5 separate regions of the Mus musculus genome follow, and regions 1, 3, 4 and 5 are each linked to region 2. Evidence: chromatin contacts called from public Hi-C and promoter capture Hi-C data. All regions are on one chromosome and are shown on one strand. The core of a region is the stretch at or near the end of the contact, and the rest is flanking DNA. Distances in the headings are between cores, read along the strand shown. Region 1 holds the start of Plekhf2 (pleckstrin homology domain containing, family F (with FYVE domain) member 2). Region 2 holds the start of Asph (aspartate-beta-hydroxylase). Region 3 overlaps Rab2a (RAB2A, member RAS oncogene family). Region 4 holds the start of 2610301B20Rik (RIKEN cDNA 2610301B20 gene). Region 5 holds the start of Ndufaf6 (NADH:ubiquinone oxidoreductase complex assembly factor 6).

Region 1 (2,700 bases), core at 191-2,690, 1.3 Mb before region 2:
GTTGTAGGGAGGGCAACTTTTTTTTGTTTTTTTTTTTTTTTGTTTTTTTTGTTTTTTTTTTTTTGAGACAGGATTTCTCTGTATAGCCCTGGGTGTCCTGGAACTCTCTGTAGACCAGGCTGGCCTCAAACTCAGAAATCTGCCTGCCTCTGCCTCCCGAGTGCTGGGATTAAAGGCATTCGAAGAGCAACATTTTTATTGATGACACTAGAAACACAGCAGTTCCTAATCTTAAAATTTAAAAAGATTTTAGAGTGTGCTTAGTCTAGCACACATAAAGATTGTGTGTGTATACGATTGAAATCCTGTAACTATCCCTATTACGACAACTGATCTCCTTTGCCAGTTTTGTTCTGGATACTAATTTAAAACAACTGTATTTGTTTCACAGACATTCTTCTTCCTCTTCCTCTTCTTCTTCTTGTTTTTCGAGACAGAGTTTCTCTGTAGACCAGGCTGGCCTTGAACTCAGGATTCCGCCTGCCTCTGCCTCCCAAGTGCTGGGATTAAAGGCGTGTCCAACACCGCCCGGCAGCTCTCAATCTTCTTAATGCTTTAATATAGCTCCTCCTATTGCGGTGGTCTCCACCATATAATTATTTGTTACTACTTCATAACTGTAATTTTGCTGTTATGAATCATAATGCAAAATATGTTCTCCGATGGTCTTAGGCGACTCCTGTGATCCGCAGGTTGAGAACTGCTCAACAGGAGGCTAAAAAGAAAATTCCTGAATAAAACTTTAATAATAACCCAATTTCTACCCCTTTCCTGTTTAAACGGTGTGCTTTTCCCAGCCAGCCAGCCTAGATGCCTCTGCTATCTCTCCGCAGCGCCTAGTAAACGCTCTTCTAACCCAGCGTCATGGTAGCACCGAGTTCTAGGTACGCGAAGCAGTTGGCCGAGGGGAAGTTTTGAAAAGAGCGGAGTTCTTCGGCATAAGGTTACACAGGAGCCTGCGGGTCATGGGTGCGGTAAGCGCAGACCCCTGGCTTGGGAGAAAGCGACAGCAGGTGTTCGGCTGAATGGCCGAGCCGGGCGGGGTTGGCAGACGCGGTTGGGTGGCGAGAAGCAAAGCCTTTCCTGTTCCTTAGGGCGGGAGGCGTGGAGGCAGCTTCCGCCCATTCTTCCAGAGAACTTCGCGGACTGCTTAAGAGCCCTTTCCGAAGGCTAGCCCGAGTCAGGAAAGTCAGGTCAGGCGACCCAGTCCAGCCTCAGCTGGCTCAGACGCGCGTCACCTCTGCAGAGGCGCGCGTTCCCCAACCCCGCCGGGGGAGGCCCCCGAGTGGGTGTGGCCTCCGCTGAAGAGCCCGCCCCCCGTGCGGTCGCGTGGGGATGGAGGGGCGGGGCAAGGCGATGGGCGGGGCGAGGGAGCCGGGAAGAAAGGGCAGGGCGGGTGTGCTCGTGCCCGTGTTTGGCGCTTGGGCGGGGGCGCGCCGGTGCGCGCGCAGGAGGGAAGCCAGCCGGAGCGGCCGTTGTCGGGTTCGACTGGAGGGGCGGTGAAGTCACCTGCGAGCGGCTGCGCCCGCCGCGTCCGGATCGCGCCGGCCTCGCGGGGCCCCACGCAACCCTGCGAGGCTGGGGTCGGGGAGCAGGCGGAGTCCGCGCCCGGAGTCGGCGACTAGGAGGACTCGCACCCTCGGCGCCGCCGCCCGCGCGGGGTCGGGTAGGTGCCATGGGGGTCGGGACGCACCGGGCGGCGGCGGGCTGGGGAGGGAGAAGCGAAACTTTGCGGGCGCCTATCCCCGCGGGCCCGGGCCAGCCGTGGCGCGGGGAGGGGTTGGCGCGGGCGGCGGCGGCCGACGCCATGTTGGGGTCTGTGGGAAACGGGGCGCTCGGGCGGCTCCCCTCCGGGCCGGCGCTCGGGCTGGAACCGCCTGGGTCCCGCCGCGCCCGTCCGCGGGACGCCGCCCGGAGGGCCAGGGCCGGGACCATAGACGGCGGCTGGGGACTGGACCTCGCGTCGCCCCCGAAGTTGTGGGGCAGCAGGACTCGGGTCCCCAGATCGTGCGGTCTGAAAACTTTGCAGGGTCTGGGCGTCAGGGGCACGCTCTGACTCCAGCAGTTTATTTTATGACTTTATATGAAAATGGCACCGTACAATTGGCTCAGATAGGAGCGGTAGCTTACACGCTACTTGAAGGGTTTTTTTTTTTTAAGTTTTATGATCTTTTGCCTAGTTTTTTTTTTTTTTTAATGTTATTAAAGGCCAAGAGCTGGTTCCCCAAGTTGCTCGAGTAGCCTTGTATAGTCCTCGAATATTAAAGCAGTAAGTTGTGTGAGTGTGCAGTGGAAATGACTAGTATTCAGGTTACATACACCTAAGCAGTAATTCAGACTCCCAAGTACATTAAACTGGTAAATGCCTTCTTTGTTATGTTTTAATATGTTGCCTAAGAGACTCGTTAAAGAACCATTTAGAGTTGAACGTTCAGTTGAAACGTTAAGGCATGTGTTGTCTTAAGACTAAGTGAAATAACCCAGTGTGTTGGCTCATGCCGGTTTTCTGAGCACTCCCGCGGGCTAGGGCAGAAGCATTGCCGCGAGTTCAAGGCCAGCCTTGGCTACAGCTTGAGTCTGAAACAAACAACCCCAGGACCACAACAAACAGATTAGGGTGATTTTGACGATTCAGTTTTTTTTTTATTCTTTTTCCTTTTCGTTCCTTAAAGGTGCATGAGTTTTGAGCCCCTATCTTTG
Region 2 (2,700 bases), core at 97-2,596:
ACTGAAGCTCCTTTCTCTGTGATGACTCCAGCTTGTGCCACGTTGACACACAAAATCAGCCAGCACAAGGGATTAAAACATTTGTGGAAGCTAGTTAAGATTGAACCTTTAAAGCATCAACTCTATAATAGTGTTTTGTGAGTAATTAAAATTTTTTATCTTGGGGATGGAGAGTTATTTATCTATTGTAGTTTAGATATCAGCACCTTCCATTAAGTGATATGGATCAGATTTGCCTCTCTGCCTCCCCCCATTCCCATCATTGTTTCCTGCTGAAAGAATGTCCTTTGTGGGCAAGAAGTTGTGTTCAAAAGAGAGGACTCCTGGGTGCCGAGGAGGCTCAGAGATAAAGAAATGCAGTAAGAATGGACGGCAGCACCCACCTTCATGGCTGTGTGAAAACGATGCCCTCTTTTTCCCTGTTCTGTGAGGCTCTTGGGTTCCACTTTTTTCCCCGGGCGGTACCCAGTATTCACAGCTGACAAGGCAGAGGCCAGTGGACCCTAATGATGGTCAGTGGTGGTTGAGGAAACTGCAGTCTCAGAAGGGGTCGTCCCACAGCAGTGGCTCACTCTGGGTCTTCTACAAGGGGCTGCTTCCAAGAACTCCTGGAAGATCTCGACATTGACAGCAATGTATTAAATCACCACATACTTCATGTTTTTTTGTTACCCACAGACACCATGTGGGCAATTGGTAACAAATGATCATGGTCTCTGCTGGACCTTGGCTGGTTCATCCAGCTGTTGCCATTTTTCTTTTGAATATTCAGTTCTCAATCCCGACGCAGTACACTGCATAAGCATAGGAGATCAATGGCTGGGGACATGAAGAAATTCTAGGTATTAGTGTGATGAGAGTGTTGTGCATGGTTAAGAAAATAGGGTTTTTGAGTCATGTTAACATTTTAATGTCTTAACTAAAGGTTCTCCAAAACTACTGATGGCACAAATCCTTATTTTTGACACTGGAAGGCTCAACAATCACAGTGTACTGGCGGAACTGTGGCAAATCCTTTTCAAAGAGAGGGCTTGCACCCTTGGTCGTACTTAGGCACCGGAACCAAATTCCCAAGAAGCCAAGAGGTGGTGCGCAGCTCTCGGGCACCGCCCTCATACCCGCCCCATCCCGTTGGAGCCAGAACACCAACGCTCGCGAGAGTCCTGCCGGCTTCCACGTTTGCCACGTTCCAGAGGATCCAGGCAGACTAGAAAGCCACAAGCCGCTGGGGCTTTGCAGTCACTGCGCAGCAAAAGACAAGCTTTGGCCTGAGGAGGGCAGGCGCGCGTAGCCTGCCCCGCCCCCTGCCAGCGGTCCTCGGGATTGGCTCGTGTTGGCGTCTTTCAGATCTGGTGGGTGGGCAGAGGCTGGCGTGGGCGGGGCCGAGGCCGGGGGGAGCTGAGCGCTCTTGGCAGCCTAAGGAGTCGCAGGCTGGGCGCACGCGAGGCTAACCGCGCGGCTGCACGCTGGTGCAAGTCGTCCGAGGCGCAGCGAGCGCAGTGGACGCTAAGGCGCTGCTACAGGAGTCTCGAAGCCCCGGTGTCCCTAGTGCACTCAGCAAGGCCCCGGTTCTCTGCAGTCCCCGGAGCAGCTCGCGATGGCCCCGCGCAAGAACGCCAAGGGCGGCGGCGGCAACAGCAGCAGCAGCGGCAGCGGCAGCGGCTCGGGCAGCGGTAGCCCGAGCACGGGTAGCAGCGGTAGCAGCAGTAGCCCCGGGGCTCGGAGAGGTCAGAGTCCCCGCAGGCCAGGCCCTGGCTGCGGGCGGGAGCCGGGTGGGCGCTGCAGGTCTGGTCTGATCCTACGTCCGCCGCTCCTCTCCATCCTTAGCGAGGCTCCTGTGTGCGCGGGGCGAGGCCGCGCTCACCGGGCGGGGAGGCGGAGGAGCAGAGTCGGCCGGAGGGGGACCCCTAGCACCAGCCTGCCCGAGCATTGGCCGGCCCTTTCTTGCCTTTCCTGATGGAAGCTGGGTGTAGAGGGCCCTTTATCTTTTTGCAGTTTTCGGGGCGCTTGACCCTGAGCCAAAGTCAGAGAAAGTAAGTTTCAGCCTGGCCAGCAGCGTTGAGGAGCGGCTTGGAGGAGTGTATTCAAGGGCCGGGATGAGACTTGATGCTTCGTTCTTGCAAATTATTTTAAGGAGTTTTGTTTAGTTTTCTTAATATGTATTGCGTTTGCCTTTTAAAATACAAAGGGACATCATAAAGTACTATAGGGATTTTCTCTGTGCCTCCTTTTTCTTTTCTCAATAAAATAAAATAAAATCATAACCCCCCCCCCCCCAAAAAAAAAACCCAACCAAACAAAAAACCCAAAACCCACAAACAAAAAACCCTACTGGTTATTCACCTTTCTTCTCCATGTGCTTAGCCAGCAGAGTGGAGAACAGATGTTTTAAATCTGTTTCGTGTCAGATTTCACCGGTTCTCGGTTTCTCTTATATTTCCTTTGACTCATATTTAGAATATTGGAACTGGAACACACATGTGTATTGAATGTGAGCTCTCAATATCACTGGAAATGATTTAGATTCTATGCTTTGGTCTATGGGCAGCTCATTATTATATGTCATATATAGATTGGATGATTATGGTTTTATTAGTATATGTCAGGACGATAGATGAGCCAACTATGGTTTTTCTTCATAGCACTTGCTGTCTTCATGTATATTCTGTCTTCATGTATTGTCTTTGTTTCACTCTCTTC
Region 3 (2,700 bases), core at 34-2,533, 1.1 Mb after region 2:
AGAAAGCAAATGATAAATACAGAAGTCAAAGAGTTCTGGTTTTCCTTATATCCTTGAAAGTTGACAAACTTTTTGAGGACAGTCCTATAATATTAAACATTAGGTAACCACAGGTGTTGGGAAACCTAACTACACAAACTGATTTAAAATACTCACCATGACTTTGTAGTGTTTAATACAATTCAGCTCGTAGTTAAGGGCACAAGACAACATTTAACAAAAATAATCACATCAATTGACCTAGAAATCAAATGCAAATAGATATGAATACAATCTCCAAAATCTGTCTTTTTAAGTGAACATTAACCATTTATTCAAAGTTATACAAGAATCTGAAGGATTAAAGTCTCCTGTGACATAAAGCCATTTCAATAGTTTCATGTCTCAGCTGAGCATGAGGAAAGAGGGTGACAGAGTGCGTGGCTCCACTGGGCAGCTAGCCGGTAACACCAGACTCAACAGCAGCCTCCCCCTGCCTGCTGTCCGCCTTGGTTGCTTCCATGAGATGCGTTGGTAGCAGCGTGCTGAGGGCCAATTTTAATGCCGTTTGCCTGAAGTACAAGAGAACAGGACTGTAAATAAAGCAGACTCAACCAGGCAGTAGACTAGATTATTATTTTTTTTAAAAAAATTCACATAATTCTTAGTGATTTAATTTTGCCAAACAACTCTAAAAAATATTTTAAGTAGGTTTTTTGAAATGGGGTTGTTGCTTCTTTTAAAAACAACACAGAGGAGATGTGTTGGAAAGAGGTCGTTTTAGAACTGGTCAGCAGAAATCAGATAGTGCTGCTTGTCAGAGGTTCACAGCGAGGAGAGGACTTGTAACAATTAGTATATGGGATGCTTATCAAAGAGTAAAGCTATCCAAAGCCTTCGCTACTCTAACTGGATTTAAAATCTTTCTTTTAGACAGCATTTCTGTTCCATGTTGAATCAGCTGTGCAGGCTGAGGAACATGAGTGTTCTGTGCCATCAATAATTTCTGTGATCCCCAAAGACATGGCAAGTTGCCAAGAACCCACACACAGAGTGGTTCTTTCATTCGTCAAATTCACACTGTGTCTTAACCCTCAATCCCTCAAGTGGATTTTACCTAAAAATACAACACTTTGAGAAAAGTAATACAGTAGCTGCAGAAATGAAGCTCTTAAGGAAACTCTGCGTCACAGTAAATCTCAGATTTACGGTGCTTGGCAGTTATTCTGCAACTGTAGTAGCCTTGGGGCTTCTGGCACTGGCTCACTATTGACAGTGGCTGATGTGGTTTCTTTTCGCTCTTTGACTCCTCTTTAATAAAAAGCTTGCCCTATGGCTCATTGGTTCTGCCCCCTCTGGGCTGGTAGCAACTTCTTGAGGAATCAAGGAGTCAGCCTTGGCATCAGGCCAAATAAATAGCATGGCCTGTTGGCTTCTGACAGCACATTACAATCAAAGCTGCACAAAACACAGTAAAGCAGTTAGCTACTGTATGAAATCAGACAGAAACAGCACATGTATCCTTTAAACAGAGGGCCAATTACTGTTCAATTTATAGGGGATTAGTCTCTAAATGGTGTCACCTTTAAATTAACTCAATAAGTATTGCCATGTAAGTCTAAAGGTAAGATTTAAAGTCACACTATTCTAAATTAAAAAAAAAAAAAAAAATCAGGTACTTTTTGGAAACCAAAGGTAAACTGCTAAGAGCCTCATATAGGTACTGGCCAAGAGCATCTTTTAGATGTCTTTAATACAAAGTAACAGAAATGCTTATATGAAAGTAAATAACATATTCTATTTACTTAAACGTTTTGAAGTAAGGATAAACACAGAGAGGGGATTTAGGTAAAAATGACAGCTAGTGGACATTCACAATCATCTAAATGACACACTTTGTCCCAATCATGCTGATCAAACTGTGTTCAAAATAACACGAGAGAAAGCTATGCCAACTGTTAATTATGTATATTTATTTGGTCTTCTGAAAAATGTGTTTTGCTCTAATTAGAGTATTTCCAAATTGAGAATTGCCTTCTTTCATACCAGCAGAGACCATGTTGCAAGAGTCCACAGGCCATGCATTTATTTTGGATATCTTACTCCCCAAAGAATAAGTCCATGTGGGTAAACGCAGGTTTCCTTTGCAACTGAGGTAGTTTACATTCTTTTTCACAGTTTGCAATGGATAAACAGGGCCTTTTATTTTAGTCCAATTCCGTAAGTGATACTCTACTAGCATATGGCACCTAACTGAAGTGCTCCACACACAGGTAACATAAGCACCTACCTATTGTACTCTATGTACCATAACTGAGCACCTAACTGAAGTGCTCCACACACAGGTAACATAAGCACCTACCTATTGTACTCTATGTACCAGGCTTTCAGAGAGACGATTGCTAACTAATGTGCCAATGGATGACCAACTGAACCATTTTAGAAATAAAAAATAAATAATAAAATCAGGACTCCAAATACTAGGTAGATGTCAATTCAAAGTTAGTGTTTAGTGAACAATATTTGCATATACATACCTCATTATTAATGTCAAAGACCCCTTCTTGGATTTTTTCATAAATTTCTTTTGCTGTGTTAATAAATGCCTGAAATATAAAGTAGAAAAATTGGTTTATATTACTCAAAATTACAACAGTAAAGAAACATTATACACAAGCTCTACAGGACTGGAGAGATGGCTCAATGATTAAGAGAGCTTAC
Region 4 (2,700 bases), core at 50-2,549, 1.2 Mb before region 2:
ACTTGGCTTAGGGTATTTGCTGTTGTTTTTTGCACAACTTCTAATCATTGTCCCTGATAAAAAGTTTAACACAAGTGATAACAGTTGTGATTCACTTTAGGCATTATAAATGTGCTAAGGTGGGGGCAGGGAGAGGAGGGTGTGGGTGGAGTCTGGTAGTCAGACACAGGCAGGAAAGATCACATGGCTGGGGAGAAGCCACAGAAATGGCCATCCTTTCAGTGTGGAGACAGTCTAAGCTTCTTTATGTTGGTTCCAAGATGAAAAGGCCTGACAAATTCTCTCCAACCACAAAGGAACAAAACCAAGCCAAACACAAAGCAAACACTGCAAAGTAATACCTTATACATTAATGGAAGAAACACCAGCCTTTCCCCCAATGGTCTAGGCAAGCGGCAGGTCCTAGCAGGAGTTATTACTGAGCCTAAGATCTCACTTTAAAGGATAATGCAACGACGCCTGCTTTTTATTGTTGTTGTTCAAATCCCCAAAGATTTAAGTGTCTTTAAACTTCGACCTGGATATAATAGGACATTTGCTGGGTCCCTTAACTTTGGAGACACGGGGAATGGCAGGCAACTGGGCAATTTATTTAATTCAGATATTTGCAATGGATACTCTTAATAATTAAATATACTCTCATCTAACTCCTCGAGCTTAAACAAATCAGACAATAAAATGGTCTTCTAACAGCTGGCCTACCGGTTCCCTAAGGGTTGCCTGGTAACGGCGTGAGAGGCACGACATTTGCAGTCAGGGCCCCTCGCCGATGAGAACGCTGTGGGTCTGGTCAGCGTGGCCCTGTCGTGTCTCAGGGGAGGGACACCCCGATCCACGTCAGGTTAGGGCTGTCAGGTAGGGTCTCAGCTCCCTCAGGCTCGCCCAGGGGCGGGGTCTGAGCCGTGACCCGAGGGCCGTCGAGGGCTAGGACAGTAGCCCAGGCCGCGGGGGCGCGCGGCGGCGGAGGCCGGCTTAGGCGCCCCGAGCAGGGCTGTAGCAGAACCGTCCACCCGCCTGCGTTAACCTGAGAGTTTCTTTCTCCTGGGCTCCGTTCCGGTCGCCGCTGTGCGAGCCGCCGCCGCCGTCGCCTTTGGGCCGCTCACCCAGGTCCAGCCTCAAGGGGTCGAGTCTGCAGAACTTGGTCTCGACTTCATCCAGAAGTTCGTCCAGGTCCTTCGCCATCTTGAACAGACGCGTCTTTCTCTCCCGAGCCTCGCTGGCCGGTGGTTTCCACGGCAACGCGAGAAACCGACGCGCCCGGGAGCGGGTTCCCCACAACCTTCCGCGCCTGCGCAAACCTCCGGGCGACTCGGGGGGCGCGCGCGCTGCCGCGGCGCTGACGGGCGCGCACTCGCGGTGGCAGGGGGTCCCGAGGCCCGGGGACCCGCTGAGGCCGGCCGCCGCGGATGTTGTCGGTGGGTCCTGCGTGCCCGGAGCGCTTCCCTTGCCGTCCACGCAGCCTGTGGGCCCGCTTTGCCCTTCACCTCTCCCGCTCCGCTCCGGCGCCTGATCACAAACAGTCTCTCTTTCCACCCCAACAGCCTCTCTTTCCACCCCGTGGCGACCCCTGGTCGCTTTGGCAGGCTGTATGTTTCATCGGGGAATCTGCAGATCCAAAATTATTCATTCGGTGGCAAAAAACATTCCCTTCCGTAGTCGGCAGGATTCGAACCTGCGCGGGGAGACCCCAATGGATTTCTAGTCCATCGCCTTAACCACTCGGCCACGACTACTGGTGATGCTAATTTTGGCAGGAAGATTCTATGTAGACTCTGCATTGGAAACTTATGCCGCACTCAAGCTGGCTTGGATCGGAGTGAAAAAGCTTAAGCACATTCGAACATTGTGCTTTGAAGAATTCTGCCCCTCTTTTCTGTGACATAAAAGTGTTGGAGCTGAGTCTTCAAAGCTAGAGTGGGGGGTGGGGGGGGGGGTGCGGTCGAGAGGAGAAAGGGAGGGAGAGAAGCGAGAGAGGGGCCCCGGCTACTTTCTTATTGATAGAGGCATTTGCAGTAGAGAGACTGGAATTGCAGGACCTCTGGCCAGCCTCCCAGCTTCCCCGCACACTTCTAGTTTTCCTTTGACAAGCAGCTCCTAGACCGTTTTTCTCTCATTACCAATAAAATAGTGATTCCTATCAATTTATGAATCGCAAGACTGTCTCACCAGGATATGAAGCACTACTTTGAAAAAGAATATAAACCACGGTGCAAAACCCAAAACAAAATAAAGCAAAACAAACAAAACAAGCCCCCACAGTATTTTCAATTCTTATGGTTTGAGCAGGCAGTCATATCTATATAGCCTGGGCTAGCCTTAGAACTTGAGGTCTCTCCTACCTCAGCCTCCCTGGAGTCGGTTTGTAACACAGACCTAGATCACAGCACCGCTTCATGAACATAGCGAGCACATTGCATTTCTAAAGTTGTATTAGCCAAGAAGTCGGCACTCTGAGTTCGGCAGACATCTGAGCCAGGTGATTTGTTAGTTTCATTTACTTAATTCGTTCAAAATAGTTTTAAATTTCCCGAGGAGCAACATGTAACGGTGCGCAATATAAAAATGGTAGGTAACAGCTCACCAGAAGCCTTTGGAAGGATGATGGTTTTTTTTTTTTTTTTTTTTTTTTTTTTTTTTTTTTTTTGGCGGCCTATTGTTGAGTGCAACCATTACTTAAAATGTAATGTTATAGTAAAACAA
Region 5 (2,700 bases), core at 163-2,662, 1.4 Mb before region 2:
CTTCATTAGAGTACAAACAATTGTTCTTAACCACTGATCCATCTCCCCATCTATCCTTTGAATTCTTTATCTTTTTCCCCCTAACTCTCAAATGCTGGCATTATATGTGCATGCCACTATACCTATAGACTATTCAATTAATAATAGTTGGTAACAACATATCATTTGTAGTATAGTATCATTTTATTGTATTTTAAACTGTTGTATTTAAGTATTTAAATTAGCACATTATGGCATGTACATAATGTATTTCAACATTTGCCTCCCATTACCCTCTTTTGTCTCCTGCCCCTCTGAGCCTCCTTTTTGTCTTCTGAGCTCCTTCACCTCATCTGGTACTATCTTACCATTTTACTGACTGACCCATCTCTCTAGCCTTATACTGGAATTCTAAATTCTCCACAGGCAAAAGGCTTTGGCCTGATTCCTGGCTGAGAGGCTACTTTTCTATCTCAGGTTCACAACTTCCTCTTTTTGTCTTGCTTCAACCTCACTGTGTAGTGTAGGCTGACTTTGAACACTCAACACTTCCTGTCTCAGCCTTCTTAGTGCTGGCGTTACAGATGACAGAGGCAAGTCAGATTTTACAACATCGAGGGACTGTCAATGGGTTAAAGCAGGAAACAAATGACTCCATGCTCTTGGGCTTTTAGAGTGTTGTGAGAGACAACTAACAGCAAATGATATATTGTTACTGTTAAAAAAGAAAAAGGAGCCGGGCGTGGTGGCGCTCGCCTTTAATCCCAGCACTCAGGAGGCAGAGGCATGCGGATTTTGAGTTCGAGGCCAGCCTGGTCTACAAAGTGAGTTCCAGGTCAGCCAGGGCTACACAGAGGAACCCTGTCTCGAAAAACAAAAGAAACAAAAAACAAACAAAAAGAAAAGGAAAAGGAAAAGAAAGCAAAAGGAAAGAAATTAAATTTTGTCTCTGTCTCTCTCCCCCTTCCTCTCCTTCCCCTTTATCCTTAGTGGTTGATAATGGAGGCATAACCTGGTGCATCTCTCAAGCATCTTTGTGTTTTTCTCTTGGAGGTAGAGTGGCTAATCAGTGTACCTGTTCAGGGCTATGCTGGGAGGTCTCTGGGAATGTGTGTGGGTGAATAGTGGGCATTCAGGTACAACAAGCTTCCAGCAGTGCGGTTACAAGTGTCAATAGCGCCCTTGAAGAGGATCAAGAGAGGATGGGGGTCTCTGGGGTGACAGGATGTAACGTCAGTCGCTTCTTTAAAAAGCAGGCACCCATCCCTTTTGGCGTTCTGGGGTTCTGTGGGAGTGGACGCTGGAGAGGACAACCAAGTCACCAATGTGCAGGATTATAGCGACACCTGGCTCTGGTCTGAGTGGCGTCCTTCCTTTGCGGAGTTGCAGAGATCTGCCGGGGGCGTGGCCACTTTCCGGGGGGCGTGGCCTCAGGGTCGGAGGGCACCCGAAGCGGGTGTCATGGCGACCTCCATGCTGGGTTCTGTCCGCGGCCCAAGGCCATTCGGTTTGGCTAACCTGTTCCATCGCCAGCCGCCTCGGGATGCGTGGGAACGTGTGCGGCGCCTGCCGGGGCCCTCGGCGGTCCGGCGCAGCGTGGCGGCGGCCAGCGGGCCAGGCATCCCCGGTTCCCACCTCTACTGCCTGGAGCTGCTGAGGTGAGTGGCCGCGCCCGGGGGACATCCCCGAGAGCCCAGAGCCTGTGGAACGCAGAGCGCTGAACCCCGAGCCTGGGGCTGCGTCCTCCGGGTCCTGCGTTCTGCTGGGCTCTGTGCCCGTGCTTGGAGAAGGAGACCGCAGGCCTGTTCACGTGGCTCAGCACATCCTCTGCCTGAACCCTAACGTTAATGGACCCTACAACCTTTGCATGCATAGCACTTTTTATTCATGGACAGCTAGTGACTTTAACACCGTTAACTGGCTTTGGGCTCTGTGTGCTGCACTATTAAAAGTAATTCACGGGGCCTGCGCATTTTTAGGTCCATTGGTAGGGTGCTTGCCCAGCGTGCTTTGGATAAACACATCTCACAAAAGTTGGCACACTCACTTTTGACGCATCTTCTTAGGAGGTACTGGCCAGAGGTTTAGATTTAACTACAAAGCAACCTCAAAGCTAAAATTTTGTTTACAAAAGTAAAGTCCAAAGCAGCTTATTTAATTCTCCTTTCAAGTTGTGATTCCCATCAAGGGAGTTTAAGAGTTAGAGCATTAAGAGCTGGAGAAATGGGTTAGCGGTTAAGAGAACAGGCTCAGGTTTGATTCCCAGCCCCGACACGAGATCTAATGCTCTCTTCTGGCCTTCTTGAGCACCAGGTAAGCAGTGTATAGACATATGTGTACGCAAACACTCATACACATAAAAATAAATACAATTTTTAAGATGAAGTTTAATAATTTCAAGGGAACAAGGGATTTGCCAGAGATTTACAAGAACAGCCTCATGACTTGTGTTTTGTTCACCTGGTGTCAGGAAAGACATCTGGGATTTCCTCTGTAGACATGTGTGGGGGTTGGGCCTGATGGGAATTGAGCCCTATGAATAATCTATGGCTTAATTACATCCACCCACACCGCCCCTGCATTTTGCCCTCCCTGCTAACAGCAGTTATCCGGTATGGTTTTTGTTTGTTTTGAGACAGGGTTTTTATGTAGCTGTGGTTGACCCTGTAGACCAGGCTGGCCTGGAACTCCTTCTGGTCTCTGCCTCTCAAGTGTCGGGTC

The links. Promoter capture Hi-C pulls out the DNA fragments that hold promoters and counts their contacts. A called contact is a pair of places that touch in the nucleus more often than the background predicts.
Region 1: a Hi-C map of muscle stem cells shows a contact between it and region 2, with 4 times the contacts expected there. The contact joins the promoter of Plekhf2 here to the promoter of Asph in region 2. A contact is called at or near these places in 6 of 39 promoter capture datasets (cranial neural crest, embryonic stem cells, frontonasal cranial neural crest and 2 more), 1 of 484 Hi-C or Micro-C datasets (muscle stem cells) and 6 of 115 datasets of contacts at active chromatin or transcription factors (astrocytes, embryonic forebrain, embryonic stem cells and 3 more).
Region 3: a contact with region 2 is called in a Hi-C map of cerebellum, with 2.8 times the contacts expected there. The contact joins the enhancer-like site here to the promoter of Asph in region 2. A contact is called at or near these places in 3 of 39 promoter capture datasets (the 3T3-L1 cell line, the C10 cell line and hippocampal neurons), 3 of 484 Hi-C or Micro-C datasets (cerebellar granule neurons, cerebellum and pro-B cells), 4 of 115 datasets of contacts at active chromatin or transcription factors (the 230-238 cell line, astrocytes, differentiating embryonic stem cells and 1 more) and 2 of 9 other capture datasets (adipose tissue and liver).
Region 4: a contact with region 2 is called in a promoter capture Hi-C map of liver, with 7 times the contacts expected there. The contact joins the promoter of 2610301B20Rik here to the promoter of Asph in region 2. A contact is called at or near these places in 9 of 39 promoter capture datasets (the C10 cell line, the SN4741 cell line, cranial neural crest and 5 more), 1 of 15 datasets of contacts at CTCF or cohesin (pro-B cells), 5 of 484 Hi-C or Micro-C datasets (B cells, Th1 cells, embryonic fibroblasts and 2 more), 9 of 115 datasets of contacts at active chromatin or transcription factors (astrocytes, cardiomyocytes, embryonic stem cells and 6 more) and 2 of 9 other capture datasets (embryonic stem cells and liver).
Region 5: a contact with region 2 is called in a promoter capture Hi-C map of pre-B cells, with 2.4 times the contacts expected there. The contact joins the promoter of Ndufaf6 here to the promoter of Asph in region 2. A contact is called at or near these places in 8 of 39 promoter capture datasets (the 3T3-L1 cell line, 3T3-L1-derived adipocytes, the HPC-7 cell line and 4 more) and 1 of 115 datasets of contacts at active chromatin or transcription factors (astrocytes).

Annotation. Positions count from the first base shown.
Region 1 is chr4:11,006,359-11,009,058 of GRCm38.p6, reverse strand. Plekhf2 (pleckstrin homology domain containing, family F (with FYVE domain) member 2) reads left to right here and starts at 1,440. Exons shown (of 2, transcript NM_175175.4): 1 at 1,440-1,666.
Region 2 is chr4:9,667,808-9,670,507 of GRCm38.p6, reverse strand. It overlaps Asph (aspartate-beta-hydroxylase), which reads left to right and starts at 1,346. Exons shown (of 24, transcript NM_023066.3): 1 at 1,346-1,727. The coding sequence starts at 1,598.
Region 3 is chr4:8,604,259-8,606,958 of GRCm38.p6, reverse strand. It overlaps Rab2a (RAB2A, member RAS oncogene family), which reads right to left. Exons shown (of 8, transcript NM_021518.3): 7 at 2,517-2,585; 8 at 1-551. The coding sequence ends at 456. Among named protein-coding and RNA genes, the nearest start is that of Gm42253, 39 kb to the left of the region's middle. Within about 2 kb of position 1,283, at least 41 of the 459 cell types and tissues checked have an H3K27ac peak or open chromatin away from gene starts, as enhancers often do. A contact at or near this core is called in cerebellum, where this site is marked.
Region 4 is chr4:10,873,097-10,875,796 of GRCm38.p6, reverse strand. 2610301B20Rik (RIKEN cDNA 2610301B20 gene) reads right to left here and starts at 1,299. Exons shown (of 6, transcript NM_026005.3): 1 at 1,025-1,299. The coding sequence starts at 1,182. n-TSaga9 (a tRNA gene) reads right to left here and starts at 1,733; the gene lies at 1,652-1,733.
Region 5 is chr4:11,074,917-11,077,616 of GRCm38.p6, reverse strand. It overlaps Ndufaf6 (NADH:ubiquinone oxidoreductase complex assembly factor 6), which reads left to right and starts at 1,412. Exons shown (of 9, transcript NM_001085493.2): 1 at 1,412-1,637. The coding sequence starts at 1,441.